Linked DNA regions of Rattus norvegicus: region 1 is linked to region 2. A link is a contact called in public Hi-C data. All regions are on one chromosome and are shown on one strand. Each heading gives the region's core, a stretch centred on a gene start, on an enhancer-like site or on the middle of the called end of the contact. The rest is flanking DNA. Distances are from core to core; before and after follow the strand shown. Region 1 has its middle 13 kb from the start of Cpz. Region 2 holds the start of Acox3 (acyl-CoA oxidase 3, pristanoyl).

Region 1 (6,703 bases), core at 3,331-5,830, 34 kb before region 2:
CCAGCCCCAGCCCAAGGTGATACAGCTAGCCACTATCCCAGCGACCACTGTGTGCAGCCATCAGACACAGTGTTACTGACATTTTACAGGACAAGCATGAAACCCACCTGGCGGTTGGCCACATGTCCTTCCCATTTTCCTGGACATAATGAAGTGCCAGGCACACAGAGCTGCCTCAGGACCCATGGGCTGATGGCCCCTCTCTGAATCCCTGCACCTGTAGCTAGCATAGACTGGGGGCTTTAACTTGACTGACGCTGGCCCATCAGTCTGAGGTGGCCATCAGCATCCCTCCTCCTGACCTTCACCAAGGCAGTCTGACCTACAGGCCAGCCCTGCTCTGCCCATTGCTTGAGCGCTACAGTGAGCTTCCCTGGTGCCCTGTGAACCTTCACAGAGGTTCGGGACCTGGACCAGAAGAAGGCACAGATGGCACTTCAGGCAAGGCCAGGGTGACTCTCGGTACCCTTCTTCCTGAAAGAAAATGGCCCACAGATCGCCCCACCTAGGTTTTGTCCAGCATGCCAGGAACCTGTCAGATGCTGCCCTTGCCCAGAGAATTCTCATCCCTGCCCTTCAGCTTGGGAGCGGTCAGAGCCTAGATGGTACTGCAGTGTTCTCTAAGTGGAGAAGCTCATGACCAACCCTAGCCGGTGCCCACTGGGTCAGCTCTATCCCTCGGGTCAAAGTCTGAGTGGGACTCTGCCAGCTCCACACTCAGGACTCTGGGTCAGGGAGGGCCACTTGTGGTCTGGTTCTCTTCCAGGCTCACAGGGCTAGACACAGGGTTTGGTTTCTCAAGTTTGTTGCCCAGAACTTGTCCTCAGCAACGAAAGCCCTTTCCAGATCCTGGCCATGGGCCCCTCCATCCTCAGAGGTGAGTACGGAGAACACCTCTCAGGTACTTCTCTTTCAGGGTAGGAGCCTGGATTCTTTGCTGAATTGACTGATTAGGCCAGGCCCACTCAGGATGGACCCTCATTTTTCTTAAAGTCGGTGTAGTAACAGACATGTCCTGGCTGGAATTCCACCAGATCCATGGGTCCCATCCACAGTCTAAGGGAGTTGGTAATCCCAGTTACACACCAGGGAACAGAAAATTGAGACTATCTATGAATTCTCCCTATTACGATCTCGCTAACACCACTCTGAATCAGCACTTAGCGCTCTGGCTCTGGGACCTGTCTGGCTTTGCTGTCACATGGCCATGACTTGCAGGGCTGTGGCCAGGACCCTAGAGCCTCCCTTGGCTGCTCCCTGGTCTCTGTACCAGCTGCAGCACAGCTGCCCACAAGGTTCCATCCTGCCAAGACACCAGCCGTTGCAGTAAAGTCTGCCCAATCCTTCCAGTACCCCAGAGTGGGGTCCCAGGCAACCAGGGAGCCATGGGGAGGCCAAACAACTCACTACTTTCTGCCGGTCTGCAGTTTGAGGCCATAATAGCTGCCTGGAACTCCCTCCCACCCCAGGAGCTGGACGCTATCCCAGGGGAGGGAAGGTAGCAGTCACCACAGGAAGCAGCTGTTCTGGAGACTCGGTCAAGGCTGGACACACGGGCATGCCACATAGGCACCCTGGCCGGAACTCCAGTTAGTGGTTCAATCCACTACCGAACTCCACACCCCTGCCCTGCACCTAACCCTGGAGTTAGACAGTGCCCAGCACTACAGCCCTGCCATGGAAAAGCTTATTACTGGGTCTTAGGTTTCTGATTTCATGCGCATTTTCTCATGGGATCCTCAGGAGGTCCTGCCCCTCCCCCATGCTCGCCGGCTTGCTTGGTGCATGTGACGTGAATGAGTGCTTTATGCTTGTGTGTATAGATCCGCACGCGTGTGTGTTGCTAGTGGAGGCAATAGAGATAATCTCATTCCTCGGGAGCCATGGACCTTTTGCTTTTGAGACAGGGCTTGAATTTTCTAAATGAACTGGGCTAACTAAGCGATAAGCCTCAGAGGTCTGCCTGTCTCTGCTTCCCCAGTGTTGGGGTAACAGGCACATGATACAGTACCCCATATGGATAGGACATTCCAATGGATAGGATATGGTCCTCTCCATAAGGTAGAAGGAAAGAACCAACTTCCTCAAGGTATTCTCTGACCTACACACACACACACACACACACACACACACACACACGATTGTATACACACACACTCATGATTGTACACACATACAATACACTTATGATTGTACACACACACACACACACACACACAATGAATGAATGGATGAATAAATATATATGTTTAAAAAGAGATAGGGGCTGGAGAGATGACTCAGCAGTTAAGAGCACCAGCTGCTCTTCCAAAGGACCTGGGTTCAATTCCCAGCACCTACATGGCAACTCACAACTGTCTGCAACTCCAGTTCCAGGGGTTCTGATGCCCTTACGCAGACACACACGCAGGCAGAGCACCAATATACATAAAATAAAAATAAGTAAATCACTAAAAAACGACATTCTGAACCTAGGTTTTTGATACCGGTGTTAATAGGAGGAACGTGAACGTGAGCACCGGCCTCTCTGGCCATTCCTGGTTAAGTGCCTCGGCATTAGCAATGAGTTGCTAGGAAATGTCTTTCTTTTCCTTTCTCCTTCTTCTTGCCAAGTGGCTCTGGGGGAACTACAATCTGATACGGTGACACCATGGGTCACCAGAGCCCACAAGGGACTTCAGACTCATCTTTTCTGTAAATGGGCTCACTGGTGTGATTCCTAGCAAGGGCTGCTGGGACACAGAGAAGCCATGGAGCTCAGGCAGGCCCCATCTACCGTGGTTTTACATTCTTAAAAAACAGACCGCTTGGCCGCCCTCACAGCAGGTGATGCTGACGCTGCCTGTCTTGATGCTCAGCCATTGACAGACTTCAGTCCGACTCAGGGATGAGGGGCTCCCTTTCTTCTCCCCCCCCTCAATTTCCCATGTCTTTCTGTCTGCACCATTTACCCTATTTCTCATTAGCAGCCAAGAAAGAATGTCCCGTGGCTGTTTAGAACACCTTTGGTGGACTAGTAAGATGGCTCAGTGAGTAAACATGCTTGCTGCCAAGCTTGACAACATGAGTTCGATTCCTGGGACTCTAAATAGAAGGAGAGAACTAAATCCTGCAAGTTGTCCTCTGACTTGCACCCACGGACTGCGGAATTTGTGTACACGTCCGTACTGGGACTCTCGAAAATAAGTAAATGTTTACGTAAAATCAAATGCCTTTGGCAAGACTACGATGTGGCCCATGGCGTAGGGGACAAACACACACATGGCCACAGTAACATGACAGCAGTTTCTCTGCTTCTGTGGTGCAGAAACAAGGAAACATCTGAGGGGACAGAGTCCGGAGTTCAGGGACATTCATGAAGCAGAGAGTTTTCTCCGATTGTGCTGGCCCTAAGGGCAAAGGTGAATGAACTTGTCCCCAAGTGCCTGTCCCCAACCACCTAAGAGACTGGGGTGGAACATCTAAGCCCAGCACACAGTTCTTGGGAGACAGAGGAGGTACAGGGCCAGGAGGTGCCAAGGGCTTCAGCTGCCCTCACTGATGGCCTCCATGTGGTGCTCTGCATCCCTGACCTGTCTGCCTGATTTGCAGCAGTCTGGACACTGCAGACTGCCCCACTGCCTTTGATCCTGAACTGTGTAGGAATTCAGTTCAGGCTGGCCTTCTCAGAGGCTTCCAGCTGCTGGCCCGGACGGCCAAATCCACATTCCTCACACTGGAATGTTCTGGATTCCACAAGGCACCCTTGAACTTCACAGAAAATAACTTCCTACCCAGCACATTCTTGAACCTCCTTCGAAATGCATCTTTCCCACTGTCCTGAGTTCTCCCTGCACAGGAGGGCCTCTGAGCTGGGACCCTGGGTTGGTCTCTCCCACAACTTCAGGGACCCTGGAAGTGGGGGAAAGTCTCCATGAGGAAGAGCCCTAAACTGTGCCACCTAGGTATATCCCTCCTTGGAATCTCCATCCCACCAAGCTGACCTGGGCCAATGCCTTCCTCACCTCTGATGCCAGTATCGCATCTCCACACTCACCCCTGGCACTCTCTGTAGGGCTAGCAAGTTTTCTCTTAGCAAAGCAAGTGAGTTTGCAACTTTTTTTTTTTTTTTTTAGCACAGAGCTCCACTGAAGTAAACAGAGGCTGGCAAGCTAAGGCCAGATGTGGCTTTGCAACTAAAAGTTTCCTTAAATCACAAGCTTGCTCCTTTGGGGTTTTACACACACACACACACACACACACACACACACACACACACACACACACAGAAGCTGCAGGAGTTGCAACAGGATTTCCAGTAACTAACCGTGCAACAAAGTGAGACCTCTAGTGTTCACACTGATTCTGCCTTTGTTGTGGCCCCAAAATGGACAACACACGAACAGACCCATCTGTAAACTCTGTGTGAACTGGAGCCACACCGGTGGGACCCTGCACTGTGGGGTGCCAGAGTCAGGCCTCCCTCCATCCTCTCCTCCCCAAGGCACAAGGAGATTGCTGAGGAGCATGGCGGGGGAGGGGAGCTGCACGTTCTCTGGCTCTCTACAAGTGTACTGTGGCTCTGTGCTTGGACCTGTCCCAAGCCGTGTGTGTGACAGGCATTGTGCAATCCAGATATGCCTGTGTGCTTGTCTTGGAGGATTCACTACAGTAGGGAAGTGCTGAAAAATGTCATTGAGATACTGGAAGGGAAACTGTGTTCTGAGTCAGTATTGTAAGAACTTTCTGCAATGGACCTTTCTAGATTTATTTTTATTTCATGTGCATTGAGTGTCTGTCTGCATGTATATATGGTCACCATGTGTACACAGTGCCCAAGAAGGCCAGAAGAGGTATCAGATACCCTGAAACTGGAGGTACAATTGGTTGTGAGCACCACATTCACGCTGGGAACAGAACCTGGGTCCTCTACAAGAGCAGAGCATGCTCTTAACAGCGGAGCTCTCTTCAGCTCCCAGCGCACCTTTCTGAACACTTGATTTTAGCTCTTACAGTTAGAGCTTTGATCCACCCAGAGTTTGTTCTTCTTGGCCTGATGTAAAAAGTGACTGTCCCATGTGCAGTGTCCACAGGACAGCAATAACTCCAGCCCATGTACCAGAATGCAGACTGGATGGGAGAGGAAGCCAGGGCAACTATCAAACTAGCGTAAGGATACGCACGGGGTAGTTATCGACAACCACACTGATTAAGACAATTAAGAGTTTAACGTCTTTTCTCTTCATGGTCAGTCCAAGAGTGGCTTGAAACACCGTAAAGTCTCTCAGTGCCTAAGTTCAGAGGTACAGGTTTTCAAAGGCAAAAACCACAGATATATCAGCATCAGATGAGGGTTAGAATAACCTTGAAACGCTCATTTCTGGCGGAGCGTAGTAATTATTTATGGCATAACTTGCTGATTATTTTTGGCTAATACACCTGGACCATGGCCAAGGCCATGGCCACGGAAATCTCCAGTGTGTTGCCAAGGCAGAAGTGACGGTCATGGGCGGGGTAAACACAAAATGGAGTCCGTATAAGCGTTACCTCAGTCTCTTCACTAGAAACCTGGAATGTTCTTCTCTCCTCCTCTCCCTAACTAACTCCTATTCAACCCTCAAAACCTTGCTGTCTGCTCTCAGCTCCTGGGGAGGCCCATGTCTGACCTCCTCTGGCCTCCCACTTCCTCTCCATCCCCCTCTGTCCACAGCAAACACAAAACCACAGACAAAGCAGGGTCAGTCAGCAGAACTTGAATGCTACTTCTCTCATAACTGTGTGAGACGGTGGGCAAGAAGCCCAGCTCCTGCCTCAAAGGTGATAAGAGATAATCTATTCAAATGTGAACGACTATGGCCCAGGGACATAGATTGGGGTTGCCCTAAAATATCGTATCCCAGTGAGGTAACAGTTTCCTGAAATTTTTTTTTATAGAAACAACAAAAACTTATAGAACAAGGAAGCCACTTCACATCTGTTGCTGGGAGCACCGGGTTATAGCAGATTGGGAATATTGGTGCAGGCCTTGGGTGTCTTGGTCTTTGAGTTGATGGAAGCTAGGGGTCTGCTTGTGGCTCCAAATTTGCCTGATAGTGACAACGATGATGGATCACATGGGTGCAGGCCATGGATGGTTATTAAGGGGACTTGTGATAATCCAAGATATAGGCCTGGATTGGCATCATTCCAACTCTGGACAGCCACAGTTCTAAGGAGTCATTCAATGTCATAGAATGTTCAGTGTAAGTGAGACTCTCCTTTGAGAACCTCCTTAACCAGCAACTTCTCTGTTCCCCTTCCTTATCCATAAAGGCACCACAGGACAACCCCACATAGATCCAAGTTCATTGCACACTATGTAGCCCTCTGTACATGGGTCTCTCTCGGCCTGTGGGAAGGTCTCATAAGCAACCACAGATTATGCAGTGGCCCTGCTGACTTCTCTCATGATCCTGGGCACTCTCTGGGTGTGAGTGCTGGATCTGGCTTGGACCTGCCATGGACAGTCAAGTGTTTGTTAACCAGAGTAGGAACAAGATGAGGTGAGGAAGGTTTCTGCAGGAGCAGCCTAGGGTTAGCAGGGACACCAGACTCCTGCTAACGCTGTCCCTTCCAGAACTTCCTGTTCACGGTGGGAATAAGCCCAGGCTTCTTCCCCAACTGGAAGTACAAGTCTATGATGAGCTAGAAGGGAATGCTCCTCCCTCCCAGACTCTTAACTAAC
Region 2 (6,415 bases), core at 3,756-6,255:
AAAAAAAAAAATGAGACAGAATCTACCTAGGTAGCTCCAACTGGCTTGAAACTCACTCTATAGAACAGGCTGGTCTCGAACTAAGAGATCAGCCTGCCCCTGTCTCCTGAACATTGGGCTTAAAGGCCCAGCTGAGTGCCATCTTTTCTATTGTCTGATCGATAAATTAGAGGGCACATGTCTCTTTGGAATATCCTCACTCCTAGGGGGATGGTGAAATGTCTTAGCTGTTAAGAACATGTGCTGCTCTCCCGGGGGATGGTGCACACCTTTAACCAGGGGAAGCAGAGGCAGGTAGATCTCCAAGTTTGAGGCCAGCCTGGTTTATAGAGTGAGTTCCAGGACAGCTAGGGCTACACAGAGAAAAATCTGTCTCGCAAAAGAAAGCAAACAACCCCCCCAACACACACACACAAACACACAGAAGAACATTTGGTGCTCAATCATGAAAACTGGGGCTCAGAGTCCAACATCAATAGCCAGCAGCTTCAAAACACCAGTAATTGGCTCCAAGGAATTGGATACCCCCTTCTGTCTTCAATGTGTGCTTGCACTTAAGTACATGTGCCTGCTCATACACACACACACACACACACACACACACACACACACACACACACACATATCTGAATGAAAATAGAATGCCTTCACTTCTGCCAGGCTGATTGCATTTCTTCATATATGTAGGAGGTAGTGATCCTCCAGCGTCTTCTTCCTAAGTGCTGGGATTACACATGTGTAACCATACCATCTTTCAGTTCCTATTTCACAGAAGCCTATCACAAGGACACGGAAGAGAACTGAGAGACCTGTAGGGTTAGGTTTGGAGCAAAGTTGGGGAATCCAGAAGCCACTGCCTAGGGAAGAGGAAGTGCCATCTATTGATTATGTCCTGGCAGATGATGTGGGTTTCTTATGGGAAACTATCCCACCGAACTAGGTGTCTGTTTATTCTGCTAGCACCCCCCAGCACCACACACAGTCCCTCTCCCTTGTCAACCCGACCTCCTTGTCCACCTTCTTCCTCTACTCACTGAATCCTGTCACATGGTCTTTAGTTCTCCAAACCAAAGAGCCACTCAGCCTTAGGGCCGTCCTCCTGGGTTACACATTTCCAGCTCTTCTCTCGCACTTGGAGTTAGTAAACTGTCCCTCCCCAGGCAGGGCTTCCTGCACCAACTAGAAACTCCCCCAGGCACTTCTCCCACTGTTGCGTGTGTCTTCTTATACCCAGTTTTGTTTACTTCCGGTCCCCACCTTCACAAAGGAACACCATTAACTTGCAGCATTATGGCACTAGGATCCTTGAGCACATACTAAGGCCTAACTATACTTTCCCCGACACTCTGGGCTTTCTCATGGTTTCTACGGCTTCTATGTTTAAAGACATGGCTTCCCACTTCCCTCTTCCCACCATGTGTTTTCCTGGAACAGAGATTATGGAGAGAGGATTGCTTGTGATTGCAGCAATCCAGGTAAGGAGCCAGCACAAACATGTCTGTGCGTCTTCACCAAGTAGCTGATGCCAAGCCCTGTTGCAAGCTCTTGTGACAGATGCTTTATGTGACGTTACCTGCGGTCTGAAGCTCGTCAGGTAAGCTGTGATCAGTCAGGCCACGCACGATGAGGTTGCAGTGCTCTCCTGTTCCCACAGAAGCTCTTTTGACTCCCGAGAGCTTTTCTTTTCAGCTTCATGACCCCTCGGATCAAATGGCTGGGTTTACATTGGGGTTTTCCCCTCCCCTGGTTCACACCAGGAGCAAAGCATGACAGAAAGGCTTCAACCTTTATATGTGTATCTTACAACCCAGCACTCTTTTTTTTTGGCTGCCCACTGCTGTACAGGAGTTTACAACTGGGAGGTTACTGTGGGTGGTCCTGGCAGAGGTGTCCCCAGCCATGGTTGGTGCTAAACCTCACCCCCGGTTCTCACTGGGTGGTGTGGCGACTGTTCCTCATCCCTTCCCCTGGCATCTTGAACTAATTCTGGAGGTGTGGTGGTGACAGGGAAAGTACGTTGAGAGGCAAGTGACTAGAGTGTGGGAATAAACTGTGACAATGTCAAGTGTGTTGTCACATACCTGTATACCAGGCAGAAGGATCAGGAGTTCAAAGCTATCCTGAGCTACAAGGCAAGTTTAATGCCAGTCCAGGCTACATGTGACCATCTCAAACACTGCCACCACCAAACAGAAATGTGAAAATACTTGCATGCCAGTGACAGCCAACAGAACAAACGACTAAAATGTCAGCAGGGGATGGCGGGGCATTGGGAGGAGGTGGAGGCAAAGGTTGCAACCACAGAGCAGGAGTGGGTTCTGCTGACAGGGCTCCTGAATACACCGACAGGTCATTGTCCGATGAGTCCTGCTCTCACCCCAGCTCCCTTGGAGCTGTGTGCCACTGCACTTGGATCTTCTTTCTGGCAGTCATATCGGGAAGTAGCTAAGAAATGAGGCAAGGGCAAACCCCTTTCTTTCTCTGTAATGTGAAACCCTTCCAAATTTTAGCAGCCTGCCCACAAGGACAGTTTAATTTACCAAAGTTTAGTTCCTCTCCTCAACATCCTGCAGTCTCATTGTCCCCTGGGTCCAACGCTGAGATGACCAACGAATTATCTGTCACACGCAGGTTTGGGGGTGTCTTAAGACCCAGGAACGGGGCCTTAGAGTTGCAAAGAAGCTGGAGATCAAAGGTAGATGCCACCAAGAGATCTTGAAGTAAGCCAGGCCAGAGCTGAGATAGATTGATTTGACAAGATCTTGTTAAGTCAGCCAGCCTGCCTTAAAACTTGTGAGCCTCCTACCTCAGCTCCCACAGTGCTGGTATTGCAAGAGAAGTCTTGGGTTGGGGCAAGTCTTTAACCAGTTGCCATAGAACGAAATAAGGAGTGGAGCAATGGGATCCAAACTTGCTGATCCTGCCCTGAGAATTGGAGACTTGAAGAGTGGAAGCAGGGTAGGGAGAGCTGAGAGAGAGTGGGGGGGATGAATGCACACTGGGAGGGTGAGAAGGATCTGGAACATGCTTTCTAAGTTTCCTCTACATGCTTACCCACTGCAACGACACCCTATCCTCCATGGAACTGACAGTCAAGAGTTCTCTTCCCACCCATCCAACTCCACTGCCACAGCCATTGTAACTCTCACCCTTCCTCCTGCTCCTAAAACTGCTTGAAAATGTCCCTTCTCACTCTTACTCCTGGGGGGAATCCTGAATGAGAATCAAATGAAGTTAATTTGTCAATAAACTCTTAACAAAACAGAGTCCAGAGACCCGGGGATGATTCTAGGTAACCTTCTCCTCTTAACAAAATCACCACACTGCACAAGATTCCTTCCCTAAGGATGCCGGTACAGCAACTGCCACCAGCCTCAGGGGGACACCACCCTTTTTATCTATCCTCAGGGGTAAGAACCCGTTTACCCAAAGAACCCCTATAACAATCCTTATACTCCTGATCTGTTCATGTGCCTATGATCCATCTTGGCTCACATATCCCAGATAGCAATTTAATTGTTCCCAAGGAAAACTTTAATTTTAGGGAGTCGGTCTCCCTACTGTTCATCTAAACTGATAATTCCCAAGAAAGCAATGTTTTCCTCATGTTAATACATGAACACAACTTCTTATTAGCTGTGTTTGGACAACATTTGTGAGCTATACATGAATTCTGTCATGAATGGGTACCTTGTTACTCTCTAACTCTGGAAAAACAATAGCATGTATTCTTGCAGACCATTCTGGACGGCTCTACGAACTCAAGGACTCTTTGCGATGACAGAGTTCAAGCTGTAAATGCTGGTGGAGACTGAATGTCCATTCAGACTGCTTAGCAAGGCAGAAGACATTTTCACGAGCTGTTCAGGCACTGTGAAGGTGACTGGGTAGGAGTGCTTCTCTGATTCTGGAAACTTCTAGACTAGACTAGAGCAGAACATCCAGGATTGGTAACTGTTGTCTTCTGCCCATGCTGTCAGGTTCCCCTGCTTGGTGATGGGAGGCACTGTGACAACTGCACACCAGGTAGGAAGGATGGTTTATCTGAGTATATTTGGTGTGTGTTTATGGTGGGAACAATTTCATTCTTTAGGCTGCCCATCCCTTCAGTCATTTCCCTTTGCTATCACTGCTACGATTTATTGTTATTGTTGTTGTTGTTGTTGTTGTTGTTGTTGTTGTTGTGTAATGTGTGCAGGCACAAATGTACCAGGGAATGCTCCTGGAGGTTGAAGGATCTCTTTCTGGAGTCAGTCCTCTCCACTGTGAGTTCATGAGGCATGTGCAGGATGCCCTACTTTCCAATAGAAAAGCCCCACTGACACCTGTGACTGAAAGCGTGTTCTGAGTTAGAGCTATAAATGCAATAATTGGTACGGACAAAGTAGTTATTCAATTCAGCAAACAGCTCCCAGCCCCGGCTGACAGAGGCAGAGTCCACTTGTGTCTGGTCCCAATGCTTCAAACCTGTCTCTGAAATAGAGTTCAGCATCTTTCTCTTTCCCCTAACGCCTTTTCCATCATTTTAGTCCCTTTCAAAGGAAAACCGGCTTCCTCTAGCAAATAACCAAGTACCATTTGGTTCTTTGTCTGCACTTGGCTTCAATCCCTACTCCACTCCACCCCCAGCAGAGCTTGAGACAAGATTCTTCGGAAATCTGCCAATCAGAGCACTATTTAGGAGTTCCTGGCAGGAAGGTCACCTGGGAATTCTGAGTAAAGTGCACTTTAAAGGAGCCGCGGTCCAACTCTCCCGGAAGTGCTCCCAGAGCCATGAGAGGCCTGGACCAAAACATGACATCTCTGCGGAAGGCGGTTTCTGAATAAGCCCGAGGCCTCTAACCAGGCAGAAGGCGACCGGGATGAAATCCTTTATCTCCAAACCCGAAACCACATTGAGCTGAGCTCTTGGAAGCGTCTGCGTTTCCCTGGCGACGACGCGGCGCAGCATGATGACGCAAGGCTTCAGGCAGCAGCAACCCGAGTCAAGGGAGGGATGACGTCACGTTCCGGGATGGGGCCGGGGCGGCACCACCAACCTGCTCCACCCTCAGAGGTCTGGACATTCCTGATCAACAGTGTTTGCCGGACCGACGCCAGTACTAGGACCACGGACCGACCGCAAGCTGGATCCGGGCGGTGAGGACTTACCGGGCTCGGGAGATTCCAGACAGAACAGGGTTTGTGGGAGCCCAGGGCTGGGGTGACTGCTAGAGTTTGCACTCTACCCGACATCATACTCGCTAGTGGAAAAACGAGGTGACCTCAGTTTATTAGGCTCTGCCCTGCGGCGGAGAGGTATCCCAAGACAGACAGAACAGTTAGTTGTAGGTTGAATTTGTTTATAGTGTCCGAGGTCTGCTCCTCACTGTCCCCGAGCAGAGCACTATTTATACTTTTCAAGTGCATTGAACTCTGATCTAGCGAATTCTTAGGAAGTGCTCTGCTGCTCTACACCGGAGACCTTAGTTCTCCGTTTGGGTCTCAGTTGCCCAGGCTGGCCTTGAACTCTATCCTGTCTCAGTCTTGGCATCAGTCAGGACCATAAGCCAGTTCATTATGTCCAGCATAACACTGACTTTTAAAAATGGGAACAAAAAGAGGAACAGAAACAAGAAACAGACTGGTGAAGGTCCGATTTTCTGCTACTTTTTTGTAAGACTGTAGCAGAGAGGAAAACCTTACCATGATGTTAATGACTCTATGTTGCTTGGGTCTGGTCTGTTGGGGATATCCATATAGGACTTCAAACCAGAACTACGGCCTCATAATTTTTTAAAAATTTCAATAGATTAACAGGCTGGAGGGAAGTTGTGTCAGAACCATGATAATGAAGCTGCCACTTACCTCAGGAAGCATCCCAAGTGCCTGATTTGAGTCCCAGGAACGTTCGTGGCAGACAATGCCCGGTATCCCAGTTGTAGTTGCTTCTGAGAAACGGGGTGGCAAAGCAAAGTCCACCAGATTGGTAAACTGTATTATTGAGAGACCGGAGCAAAGGTAACTTGGCTCTGTGGCATGTGTTTGTTTCATTTGTGGCAGTGTGGGTATGTTGGTGACCTCGTGTGGCATGGGATCTTTGGGAGCTGGTGGGGATCTGGGATCTAGACCAAAGCACTTTGCTCCTTTGCCACAGATATTTTTTTTGTTGTTGTTGTTCTTTTTTTCGGAGCTGGGGACCGAACCCAGGACCTTGCGCTTCCTAGGTAAGCGCTCTACCACTGAGCTAAATCCCCAGCCCCCCACAGATATTTTTAATTAAGAAGAAATCCACTGGGCTGGAGAGATGGCTCAGCCGTTAAAGGCTAGGCTCACAACCAAAAATATAAGAAGAAATCCATTCTCGTTGCCTATGATATGTGATTTTATATGTATAATTTAGGGAAAGAACTGGTAGAATGAATATATATATATA

Evidence for each region. Hi-C and Micro-C count contacts between places; a contact is called where the count stands out from the background.
Region 1: a Hi-C map of liver shows a contact between it and region 2, with 2.1 times the contacts expected there. The contact joins the enhancer-like site here to the promoter of Acox3 in region 2. A contact is called at or near these places in 7 of 12 Hi-C or Micro-C datasets (the A7r5 cell line, Schwann cells, frontal cortex and 4 more).

What each region holds. Positions count from the first base shown.
Region 1 is chr14:79,432,323-79,439,025 of GRCr8, reverse strand. No RefSeq gene overlaps it. Among named protein-coding and RNA genes, the nearest start is that of Cpz, 13 kb to the left of the region's middle. Within about 2 kb of position 4,580, at least 16 of the 93 cell types and tissues checked have an H3K27ac peak or open chromatin away from gene starts, as enhancers often do. A contact at or near this core is called in liver, where this site is marked.
Region 2 is chr14:79,399,471-79,405,885 of GRCr8, reverse strand. It overlaps Acox3 (acyl-CoA oxidase 3, pristanoyl), which reads left to right and starts at 5,005. Exons shown (of 18, transcript NM_053339.2): 1 at 5,005-5,139. It also overlaps a transcript of Trmt44 not described here.